Linked DNA regions of Drosophila melanogaster: region 1 is linked to region 2. Evidence: chromatin contacts called from public Hi-C data. All regions are on one chromosome and are shown on one strand. Each heading gives the region's core, a stretch centred on a gene start, on an enhancer-like site or on the middle of the called end of the contact. The rest is flanking DNA. Distances are from core to core; before and after follow the strand shown. Region 1 overlaps sif (still life). Region 2 overlaps Dnah3 (dynein, axonemal, heavy chain 3).

Evidence for each region. A called contact is a pair of places that touch in the nucleus more often than the background predicts.
Region 1: a contact with region 2 is called in a Hi-C map of the Kc167 cell line, with 1.5 times the contacts expected there. The contact joins two enhancer-like sites. A contact is called at or near these places in 3 of 107 Hi-C or Micro-C datasets (the Kc167 cell line and wing imaginal disc).

What each region holds. Positions count from the first base shown.
Region 1 is chr3L:5,695,930-5,702,301 of dm6, forward strand. The region is part of intron 14 of sif (still life); the gene reads left to right. All of the region lies in intron 15 of CG46320, which reads left to right. Among named protein-coding and RNA genes, the nearest start is that of CG44521, 14 kb to the right of the region's middle. Within about 2 kb of position 2,327, at least 8 of the 39 cell types and tissues checked have an H3K27ac peak or open chromatin away from gene starts, as enhancers often do. A contact at or near this core is called in the Kc167 cell line, where this site is marked.
Region 2 is chr3L:4,867,498-4,873,013 of dm6, forward strand. Dnah3 (dynein, axonemal, heavy chain 3) reads left to right here. Exons shown (of 52, transcript NM_139680.3): 14 at 974-1,164; 15 at 1,392-1,576; 16 at 2,647-2,764; 17 at 2,833-2,980; 18 at 3,126-3,283; 19 at 3,598-3,664; 20 at 4,614-5,504. Among named protein-coding and RNA genes, the nearest start is that of Dnah3, 9.0 kb to the left of the region's middle. Within about 2 kb of position 4,029, at least 8 of the 39 cell types and tissues checked have an H3K27ac peak or open chromatin away from gene starts, as enhancers often do. A contact at or near this core is called in the Kc167 cell line, where this site is marked.

The DNA.
Region 1 (6,372 bases), core at 1,077-3,576, 830 kb after region 2:
GTGGTGGTGGAGGTGGCGGTGCTGCAGGAGGAACCGGAAACGGAACCGGAGGCGGAAGCGGAAGCGGAAACGGAAGTGCTGGCGGGGCGGACTGCAGCAGCGACGGCGATCCCAAGAAGACCTTCTCGCTGCACTGCTGTTGCGTGATCGTCGACATCACACCAGTGGCGCATCCAGGAGGACGCCTGACATCGGCAACAACGGCCTCGGGAAGGGATGCGGGTGGAGCCGCCGCTGGCGGAGGTGGTGGTTCCGGTGGTGGCGGTGGCTTGGGCCTCGGCCTCGGCGAGAATGTCTCCCAGTTGGCCAGCCAACTCTTTCGCTTTGGCAGCAAAAAGCGTCCAGGCGTTTGCATCTGCAATGCCCAGTGCCGGCTGCAATCGCTGGGTGAGACCAAAGGCAGCCTGGGAGCCACCACACTTAAGACCCATCATGGCAGCCTGGACAGATTGCTGCAAAAGGGAGACGGAATTGGTACAGCAACCAGTGGTGAGCGCTCGATAAGCTGGGTGGTGGATGGTGGTGGGGCGGGCTCTGGTGCCCTGCTCAATGCCTCCTCCGACGAAAGTGATGACAAGAAGAAGAAACTGGACGAGGGCAACCAGCTGCCGCCACCGCCACGCCCACCCTCGCGGTCACATGCCAAGCCCACGGCGAAGGAGGAATTCGATCGGGGTGTCGAAGTGGAGAAGTTCTATCACCAGATCAACGGCGACATCTTCGAAATCACTCGACGGGTGAGAGCTCGCGATGAGGAGACAATGGAACAGAAATGCATCAGGCGGAAGGGATCGGTGAGGCTAACGGAACCCACGGGTCACGCACACGTGCGAATTGAGCAGAGACCTCAGTTGCCACCGAGACGGCAGAAAAGTGCCGAGGAAGTGGCCACCATGCCAAAGAGTGCCCTGCGCCAACCGCCCGAGCAACTGGAGTGGTTCGATCGCCGGGCTCAACAGCGTCACTCCGCCCGATCCGCTGAAGGTGGCCAGGTGCGGGAGGAGACTATGGAGTGGCTGAAGCTCCAAAAAACTGCCAGTCCCATCCAGCCAGTGCGCACCTCCTCGGGTCCCAGTGAGATCACAGTCCTAAAGGACGAACTGCCCGACTGGCTGCTCGATCATCTGCCGCGTAAGAAGGAGCGAGAACGCGATCGATTGCCTTCGGATGCGGACAAGGCTGTGGGTTCTGCGTATGCCAAGGCCTTGGCGGATCTTCTCAAGAAACCGCTGTCCCGACAAGGTTCCGGACCCTGTGAGTTCTCGCTGCTGAAAACTGATATTGTGGAGTGGCTCACCAAGATGCAGAGCAGCAGTGGAACGGATAGGGGCAAGTCCCGTCGGTCGCATCATCGCCGGAATGGCAGTGGTGGCGATGCCCAGCCCCGTTCCAATTCCCAGGAAGATGCCCAAGATCAGTCGAAGACCAGCCATCGGAAGAGACACTCCCTGGGACACAGTGGAGCAGTCAGCGAAGAGGAACAGCAACAGCTCACTGCCGATTGGATAGCCTATCCTCTCCACAAGCTGCAATCCCTCGGAAAGCAACCTCCTCCAGCTCAACCACCGGAGAGAATGAGCATTCCCAGTGGCTATGCGGTGCCCAGTGCCCTTTCACACACTCCCCTATGCCAGCGGAGGGAGGAGCGTTCACGGGAGAGAAGACTGCGGCACTCGGCCAGCGAAGTGGTGGGGAGTGGTGGGGCAGGAGCGGCATCCACATCAAACACCGCCCATCTGGAACGACTGTATGCCAAGCCGCACAAAGAACGCTATCAATATGTACCGAAAACCAAGGAGTCTAGTGGTCGGAAGGAGCGTTCCCGTCGCCATCAGACCCAAAGGTCCGCCACGGTCTCCGATATGTCCGCCCAGCGTTCCGGTGGCCACAAGCGTAAGTCTTCGAGTGCGGAGAGGGCTCCTCGTTCACCATCCCCGGGACCCTGTACGGATCCCGATTGTCCACTACTGCCCATCTGTACGGATCCGCACTGCCGGTACCAGGAGTGCCAGGCGAGGCAGTGCATCACGTCGTCGGTGAGTTCGGTAAATCTGGCCAGGCATCAGCAACTGGCGCAGGTGCAACTGCATGCAGTTCCAGCTCATCTGGTTGGAGCCATGGGCTCCGATGTGCCGACGACACCATCCACAACGGCAACGCCTCCGCCGCCAACAGGAGGTGGAACTATGGGAGTGGGAGCAACCGGAGCAGGAGCTGGAGCGACGAGCGAACGCCGTCTGGTCATCTGCCACGATTGTCGATCCTGTGCCCCGCTGCTCAGCTGCCGGAATCGCAAATGCCTCAATGCCGCCAAGTGCAACTCACTGCCTCGCTGTGCCGCCGACTTCAATCGCCTGCGCACCCAGCTGTCCCAGCCGCCCACCACATTGGATGACATTGAGCCGGCGCCACTGGACGACCTGGAGATGCAGCCACTGCCCTCGCCACCGCATCCACATCCGCACCATCACTATCGCAGCAATTCACAACCAAACACCCTCCAGAGAGGAGACTCCGCCAGTTCCGCAGGAATGGGTGCAGGAGTCGGAGGTGCTGGACATGGTGGATTAGGAGGACCGGGATCGGGCCTCGCTTGGCTGGAGCCAACAACCACGCTAGTGCAACCACTGCCCGCCTATGTGCACCACTCCAATGGCAAGCTGATGAAATCCGCCTCGGCTGCCTCACTGAATTCCCGTCGACGGCGTCACAAAACCGTGCACTTTGGCGAGAATCTTCTGCGGGAGGTGTGCCAAAACCGGAAGCTCATCAAGACGGAGGCCCAAGTGCCCTCCGGTTCGGCGCCCATGAAGGCCAACATCCAGATGCTGTACAACTTCGTGGAGGGCGTGTTGAGCGCCTGGGTGGACGACGACGAGGATCAGGTGCGCTCTGGTGCGGAATCGGAGCCGGAGCACGGTGTGGTGCCCATGCAGCCGATCCACAGATGCAACCGCCTGCGTTACCAGTGCATCCGGCGCGTTGTTGAGGAGGCTGCCGATCTCCAGGGCACCCTGAAACTGGGCAACTCCCGCTATCGCCATCGCCATTGGCGCAGCACCGCCAAGCAGTGCAACGAAATGTTCCTTCGCAAGGTAGGAGGAGCTGATCCTCTAGAGGATTCATTTTATTTTTTTAAGGATTTCTAATCTTTTAATGAATGATCTAGGGGTTACAGATCTTTACTTATTAGTTCATATTTAATTATGCTAAATGAAATGACAACATGTCCTCTAATCCAGGATACTCATTTTGAAAGTCTTACTTCTAAACTTCGCAACGCCTTATGCCAATCGCTTTCGTTGGATACATTTGTGAGACCTGCTTTGAACTTTTGCTCCCGTGGAAATGAATGAAAATCGCGTGAGAAAATGTCGCCTTGACAGAAAGAGCAGGGACCAATTTAGCCACGAACTCATACTAGTACTCACGCTCATCCCACCGCGAATTCCTTCAGTTAAGTGTATTGTCTGGTCTGGTACAAATTCATTTTGGGCTGCCTAACAAAACGTTGATCAAAGCCAAAGCATCCTTTTCACGCTCGAGCTGCTACTGGGCTCCTTTTCTGGCTCCACAAAGGAGCAATAAATTAGAGCATTAGCCACCCAACCACCACCCCCCCCCCCCCCTCGAGACAACAGCATTTGAGAAAAGCTCTTAACACACGAACAAATAGCATTCGTTTTTGGGGGGGCGGAGCGGTAGCGGGAGGTGTAAATGGGAATTGTGGGGTGGGAAAAACTGGTACTTGTATTTAGTTTTTCGGTAATGAATGGCATTGATTGCAATACGCATGAATCAAACGGCTTCAAAGTGATAAAAGGCCATTTGTCCGAAAAAGCTGATGGAAAATTGAGAGGGAGATAAAACTACGGTGTGAGTGGGCGTGGCACCGGATGGGAAATGGGAATATGCAGGAAAGTATCTAAAAATAGGTAGATAAAGAATGCCGTGCAGTGATAGTATAGTATAGATTCTAAATGTGAGTAACAACTTCAGAATTTATTGGAAACACGCACGCATGTTCACTGTGTGTGTGTGTGTGTGTTCACTTTGCATCCTTGTAGCAACGTTTGGTTAACTTAACAAGCAAATAGATACATTGGTCAAGGGTTTCACGTGCAATGCTTGAATCTGCACAAAGATACCGAGAATACACATATTCAAATGAGTGAGCTTCAATGGAGGGGCTTCAGTTGGCTTATCCACTGAATGGGTCTGCATATTAATTAATGGCCAGAGCTTCGCTGAAAGAGATTGTCCCGAATCAGAGGAGGGCATGGCGCGAATTGGATTTACCGGATTAAAGGTGGCATATCCGTGAGTTGCACCGTTTCCATGCCCCGTTGCTCTAATTAACGCTTGTTACCTGTCCACATGATCTGAATACCTAAATGTTTCATGTCCTGTGATTACTGCACACATACACACAACGACGAATCCCCTCCATCCCATTCCAATTCCAAGGTTGCCCAAGTCGCTTGTTAATTTTGATTGATTCAATGCTAAACAGTTTCACCTTCAGCCAATTAGGTGGCTCAGCTCAGCGCTGGCTGGAATATTTAATCAAATCGGAATGACACTGCAGGTTTACCACCTGCCTGACTGCCACCAACTCACCAGCCCAACAAGAGGAAACCCCCAAACGAAATGAGCTGTGGGATAATTCCAAATTGATTTTCGCATTGCAATGCAGCAATTTGACTGAGCGATGGAAAAAAAAATAGACAACGAAACTTTACAAGTCAGCAGCGAAGGGAGCGCTGATGGATCTTGTCTGTATCTTTCGATTTTGGCCCAAACCACCTACCATCTATATCTCACCCTTGCAGATTTCTTCGTGTTTGAATCAATTTCGTTTGGCTAACAACATTTGCGCCGGCAACGAAAACTTCTTTAATGCCTCACTTAATCGCAGCAATGCCAGAAACGTGCCACAGCCACCGAATAACTTTTTCCCAGCAGGGACGCCAGGGTAGCAGGATGGATACCAGGTTAACCTTGCCACATGCCCCCCCACCACAATACGATATATGTACATATATATATATGGCTATATGGGTTCCTGCGAGGTCGCAGCCCCTGCATAAACACTCTATCAAATATTGTAATTTTTGACAGCGACATATGAAAAGATTTTTGCCCCATCAAAACGAAGATGAAGTCTGGTGGTCTGGGAGTGTGGAAGTCTGGAAGTCTGGGAGTCTAGTGGTCTGGGGGTCTGGGAGAGGTGACAATGGCAATGGTAATGACATGGCATCCCCAGCTCATCTCGTCCACATTTGACATTCAAAAGTCATTGATAATTATGGCTGAAACGTGAACGACAGCCGCATCGAGGGATCACAATCAATTCTTGATTAGAAATCGTAACGAAAGCACCTGGCTCACCTTTGCGAATAAGTTTGGTGGGGGCATTTGTGGTGGTGGGATGTTTGGATGCTCGGATGGACTAAATGGAGGGATATATAGGGAAACCATCAGTGAGCCTAAGTGGGCGGGTTCGTCTGTGCGTAAATTGAATTTTGATTTTGCACCGATGCTGAGATATGGCGTATTAGGCCCCAAAGTAATCAGATGGCCAAAGTGATGGGGATGTGAATGGGGAGGGGTGAAGAATGGGTGGAACAAGGATACCTGGGGAATGCCCCGGACTGGCTGGCATTTAATCTTTTGTGTGATTGCTGCTTGGCCGTGTTCGCATTCGTGTTCGTGTTTTGGGTTGCCCATTTAGGCTTACCCATGTGAGTGTTTTTGGGCCAAATCGGAAAGTAGGAGCAGCAGGGGACTGTCCATAGGTAGGAACCATTGTCAGATTCAGGGATTCTGCTCGCCTGATGAAATTCAACGAACAAACCGGCCACCTGGCTGGCTAGCTGATGATGTACTACAACCTGCTGCCACTTTTGGGCCAATTAAAAATTCATGAATCATTTGACAAACTCCTTGGACTCGGGCCAATCCCTTCTGGGATGACCAGCCGGAATGCCAAATGCGTGGTAATCTGCTGTAAAAGGGTACCCAAAGTCCGGGCCACTTTAATTCGCCTAATTTGATTAAAGGAAAGGTGACCCGACCGAAGTATATTTATACTAGTGCTTCAACTAAGATGTATCCAAAGAATGCTTCCATAATATTCATATATTTTTCACTGGGTCACTCTTTAAGTTCAAGTGGCATATACATACTATAATAGATGTTCCACAACCCCACCCACATTTCAATTTCCCTGACCCATCCTGCAACAGTTCCACTCGACAGTTTCCGCTCAGCTTGATGATTTCATGGAAAACTTCATTGAGCAAGCGGAAACTATTTCGTTTTGGCGCGGAGTGCAGGTGCGGGAGTGTTTTTGAAGTTTCCTTTAAAATT
Region 2 (5,516 bases), core at 2,779-5,278:
AATTAACATAAAATTTCATTATGGAATATTAATAGACTGCTGACAGACAGACAAGTAGCAGTCGACGGGAGTTGGGAGTTGGAAAATGGCTGGCAGTTTGTGTAATTTGACAAGTTCCACCTCGACGGGAATCCGGATTATAGCGCCTGCCGAACCGTGCTCCTCTGCCTTTCGTTAATTTCTGGCATTTTGTTAGCTGTGTGCAATGTTTAATTAGTCACTGTTTGGCTTCGCACAGCCTGTTGATTTTACAAAGTTGGGCATGCTGTTATACTTAGACAGTCCCGTGAATTGCCAAACGTATATCATACGCTCAATTTACTTCCCCCAGTCTGGCCCAACTGCAATTGCAGTTCGCATTCATTAAGTTTTATGAAACGACCAGCAATTTCCTCTCCTCTCGATTCGTTTGGTTCGGCTTGGTTTTTTGCTCAATTTATATAAAATAAAAATTACTTCCGACTGCGTGTATGCCGCCTGCTGCCTGCTGCCAGTCGATGCATGAAATGCGAGTGCGTCTCGGTCTGCACCACCATCGATGCACCCATTGGTGGATCATTGGTGGAGTCGTGTGATTGAAAAGGGGGTTCAATCGCTTGATGCATCCGCAGGGCACTAACTCTATTAGGACTTTAAAGTGCGGCATAAAGTTTTCAACGGCAAAGAAGTATATGGGCATTAATATGCTTTCGTATTGTCCAAATAGTTTATTTAATTTAATTGACTATTGTAAATGTAATTAGTTGACAAATATTGACTGAGTTTAATTACAGAGCTAAAATTGAATTGCATACATGAAATTGTAATATATGTTGTAATGGTATTTCAAAAATTTAAATATGTATAGGGAGCATATCAAATGAGTTCATTTAATCAAAGTAACATTGCCATGCAGCTATAGAATTTTAAAGGTTTTATTAACATATCCCTATTTACATCCTCCCCCTTTGGATGTGCCGCCCATGTCCTTTAGGCTGTCCAGGAGCTGTTGAAAAAATTGCAGGCCGTGAGCGATACGACCTATTATCTGCGCGATTTCATTCCGCTCAACCTGTTCATGCTGGATAATCGGCACGTGAAGCTATCGCTGCGGATGTATGTGCGCGAAATCTACGATTTCATAATTGATTTTTACAAAGCCCTCAATTGGAACGAGAATCGAGCGTAAGTAGCCAAGTAGCCAAGTGTCCGAGTGTCCGAGTAGCCAAGTAACCAAGCGGCGAGAACAGATTGCATCAGCATCAGCTAAATGAAGTGCGAGTGCTCTTTCACTTAACTTTTATGCTGACTGCCCCCCAATGCCACTTAATAGATAACTTTGCTCTATACATACATATATGTGTGCATGCACGCTACCTGATTTTTTACCCGACTCTTTTCTGCCACTTCAGCATCTGTGAGGAGCTGGAGGAGATGTCGATGAAGGCCGGCGAGCGGCCGGAGGAGACGCCCGAGGTGGTGGCCCTGCAGAACTACATCAACGACTGCCGGGAGATGCGCATATTTGCCATCAAGGATGAAATCAAGAACGTGTTGAAGCGCGTCGTCTTCCTGCTGACACACACCTACCTGTCCAGTGAGTGATGCAATTGGTTTGGTCAGGACCTCCTTCTCGCCTTCCCGCTTTCTCCCTTCCGCTGTTTGTGCAGCTGCAGCTGGCCAGCCGAGCTCTTTCCCTTGGCATCCCGGCCAAAATCTAGACACTGGGGAAAAATACGATATACAATCTCTAGGGCTTTAAATTGAACCACAAAGATGTATAAAATTACACAACAGAGCTAATTAAGTTAGAAATGTTTGTTACTGCATACCCTTTACAGAAACCTCTAAACTTAGGAATATTCCTTATAAACTAGAATAATAATAGGTCTTAAGGCGAGTTTACATAGAATACAGAACTTGAATATTTTCTATACTTCTTTAGCTGATATCTTCTACCTTATAACCTTTAACTTCTGTCACAGAGATTATTATCATAATTCCAGATTATCCCGCAGTGTAGATAGTGTGTTTGCTTTGCCCTGTGTTTGGCTTTTGGGTAGAGAGGTGATGCGGAAGGGAAATGGGCTCATAGGAAAGGCAGGAAGTGCAGCTTCGCTTAACATAATTAACCTCAACTAACAAGCTGAGTCTACTAATTGGTTTTATAATTACTTGCGGTGAGACACCAAACATTGAGCTCCGCTAAAACCCCGAAAATGCAACTTAATGAGCTTAACAAATTCATGAATGTGTGAAAGTTGCTTTGACAACCAGCAAATGCAGACGGGCTCACACCCACAGAAATCCTCGCAGACAATTGCCAGTTATCGTCAAGTGTCGTGTGTATCTTTCGGATAGCTACAATGTGTACTTGAGTCCCTCTGAATTTGCGGCTCCAACTGCCTGTCTGTTTGTCTGTTTGCCTGTCTATCTGGCCGCCCGTCCGTCCGTCCGAGTGTGTGGCTTTGTCACACCGAATACTCACGGATACAGCTTGTCACAGCCAAATATACTCGTACCTACTCGAATAACTAATTATTTTATCCCCCGAAAAAGAAAGTCTCGCGCAGCCAATTAATTAAGAGTTAAGCGCAGTTAATTAGCAGCGAGTACAATCGAGAGCCATGTCATCCAGTCTGGTCTTGGTCTCACTCCCATCCGCAGGCGACGAACTTCATCTGAACTCGCGCACATTCATCCTGCCGGGCGAACTGGAGGAGGTCCTGGATCTGAGCGCCGCCCGCCTGGCGGTGGTGCGTGATAATCTGGAGCTGGCCTTGCGGTGAGTGAAGTACCGATTAGACTCTGATCCCGAACAGATCCCAGATACTAAGCCGACACATTCCGCAGGGAGCGGCGCATGGAGTTCGAGAAGCTGCTGGCCCAGGAGAAGCGCACGATGGACGGCTTTCGTATTCGGGAAATCCGGGATGTGCTCACGCTGGAGGAGCTCAAGGAGCGGGTGGATACGGTCGATTTGCTCTTCACCACCATTGAGGTAAGGATTAGCTATACTTTGCTGGTATTCTTTTGGAAGATTGGAGTTGATTAGTTGGGGCTTAGTTTGGGAGTGACATATACAAGTATTCAAGCATATTTAAAAATCTTCATTATTATTATTATTATTCATATGTTCCCTACAGAATCTCAGTCGTGAGGCCAAGGCCATCAACACAGAGGAGACTCTACTCCAAATCGATGTTTCCGCCTTTCCACTTCTTGCCGAGATCATCGAGAAAATGGAGCCTATCGAGAAGTTGTGGAAGACCTCGTACGAGTTCGAAAAGGATTATCTCATTTGGTAAGCAGCGGCAACATTTAAGCCCATTGCAATTATAGTTCTGTCAGCCGGAGGGGGAAGTGTGACACTTCCCGGGGCTCCGTAATATTCCGAAATGAAATGGCCCCAGTCCGGCAGTCATTTCCATTGACATTGCTGCACGCAAATCCCAATACCAATCGTAGTGGCCCTCTCTCAATTCCCACAACCCGGGGGCGAATTCCAGCAGAAAGCTGGCGCTTATGATGAGGACACCACTGCAGCTCCGGCCCCTGCTCCTTTATTTCGTCCTTTTTTTTGTGTACTTCTATTTACATCTCTTCTGCTGCTTTCAGGATGTTCGAGCGCTTCGAATGCCTTAATGCGGATGGCGTGCGGGAGCAAGTGGAGAATATGCACAAGGTAAGTAGTTGCAAAGTCGGAAGTTGTCATTCTAGGGGGCTTCAGTAGCTCCGCTGGCTTCAGTAGCTGGCGGAAATAAAAACGAGCAAGGACCGACAAAGTTTGAGCTGTTGTCGGATTTCTCCTGCTCAACTGCCCATGCATGGGCTCCTACGTCCTTCGTCCTGTGGCTCCCCTATGTGTTTCCCCTATCTCCCGTATGTCCGTCTGTAAGCCAATGTAGCAACTAAAATGCAACTAAAAACCTCAGACCACCTAAGGCAGCAATAGTAGCCATCCATCCAGTTAGCAAGGGACAAACCCGACAAACCCGACCGACGACCAACTGAAAACTGGCTGTAAAAAGAAAGTTCCACTTGGCAGCCGAAAAGTATGCATGGAAAAAATACCCAACATATTTGGCGGCTGCCATAAGATGAGTAGCTGAAGGAAGGGGATCCCCTGGATTTTGGGGATGTGACCCCCATCGGGGTCAGCTGGGAAGCCTTTCGGAGTCACGCAAAAAAAAAAGCTGCACAAAGGCGCAAAAGGAAAGTCAGTTGAATTGAATTTTTCGGCACAGCTGAAGCGGCAAAGTGGGAGCCCAAAAAAATGAAGAAAACAGTTCTCAGGCGAAAGCTTGAATACCCTTGCGAAATCGAATTATTTTCAGCTTCACAGCTGCGCAACCTTGCACCTTAAGGGGTAATTGATTAATATATACCATATCGATCTTTTTTTAAATATTTTTTTGAAAAAGTATTCCATAATATAGATGCATACCAGTCAACTCCTCAGAAAATTATAGTACCATCCTCATTAGTTTCTAATTAAATCATATAATTAGTCAATTCGTTTAGATACGGTTCCTGACCAGGTCGACCTGGCTAATTTAATTTCTTATAATATCTTGAGTGGCTCAAGAAACCACTCTTACCTGTTCGCCCTCTAACTCTGATATTTTCGCCAGATAATGTACAAGCTGTCCCGTCAGTTGGCCTACAATCCAGTGGCCAAACGAGCTGCCGAGCAGATGCGCATGAAGATCGAGAAGTTCCGCGTGTATCTGCCCGTCCTGGACTCGATTTGCCGTCATGGATTGGAGAAGCGGCATTGGGATCAGATCTCAAAGATACTCGGTCGCAAAGTCAATCCGAAATTGTTCCCCACCCTGAAGGACATGATTGATGTGGATATCATGAGCATTCTGCCGCAGCTGGAAGAGATCGCTAATGCTGCGGGCAAGGAGTACGACCTGAACAATGGACTGAGGATCATGCAGGCGGACTGGAGGGACGTAATGTTCGAGGTGCTGCAGTATCGCGACTCGGACACGCACATCCTGGCCAGCCTGGATGATATTCAAACGCTGCTGGATGATCATATAATGCGAACCCAGGCCATGAAACGCTCCCCATTCATCACAGCCTTGGGCTCCAAGGCGGACGACTGGGAAGCCCGTCTGCTCCTCATTCAAAATATCATCGATGCTTGGACACAGGTCCAGATCACCTGGATGTACCTGGAGCCGATCTTCAGCAGCGAGGACATCATGCGACAAATGCCCTTGGAGGGGCGGAACTTTAAGGCGGTGGATAAGCTGTGGCGCAAGATTATGAAGCACACGCTCAAGGATCGACATGTGATGGCTGCCACCGAGTATCCTGAAATGCTTGAAGTCTTCACGAAGGCCATCGAGGACTTGGAAACGGTCACAAAGGGCTTGAACACATATCTGGAGCAGAAGCGCCTTTTCTTCGCTCGCTTCTTCTTTTTGTCCAACGACGAGTTATTGGAGATTCTTTCCGAGACCAAGGATCCCATGCGTGTGCAGCCCCATTTGAGGAAGTGTTTCGAAGGGGTGAGTTTGGCG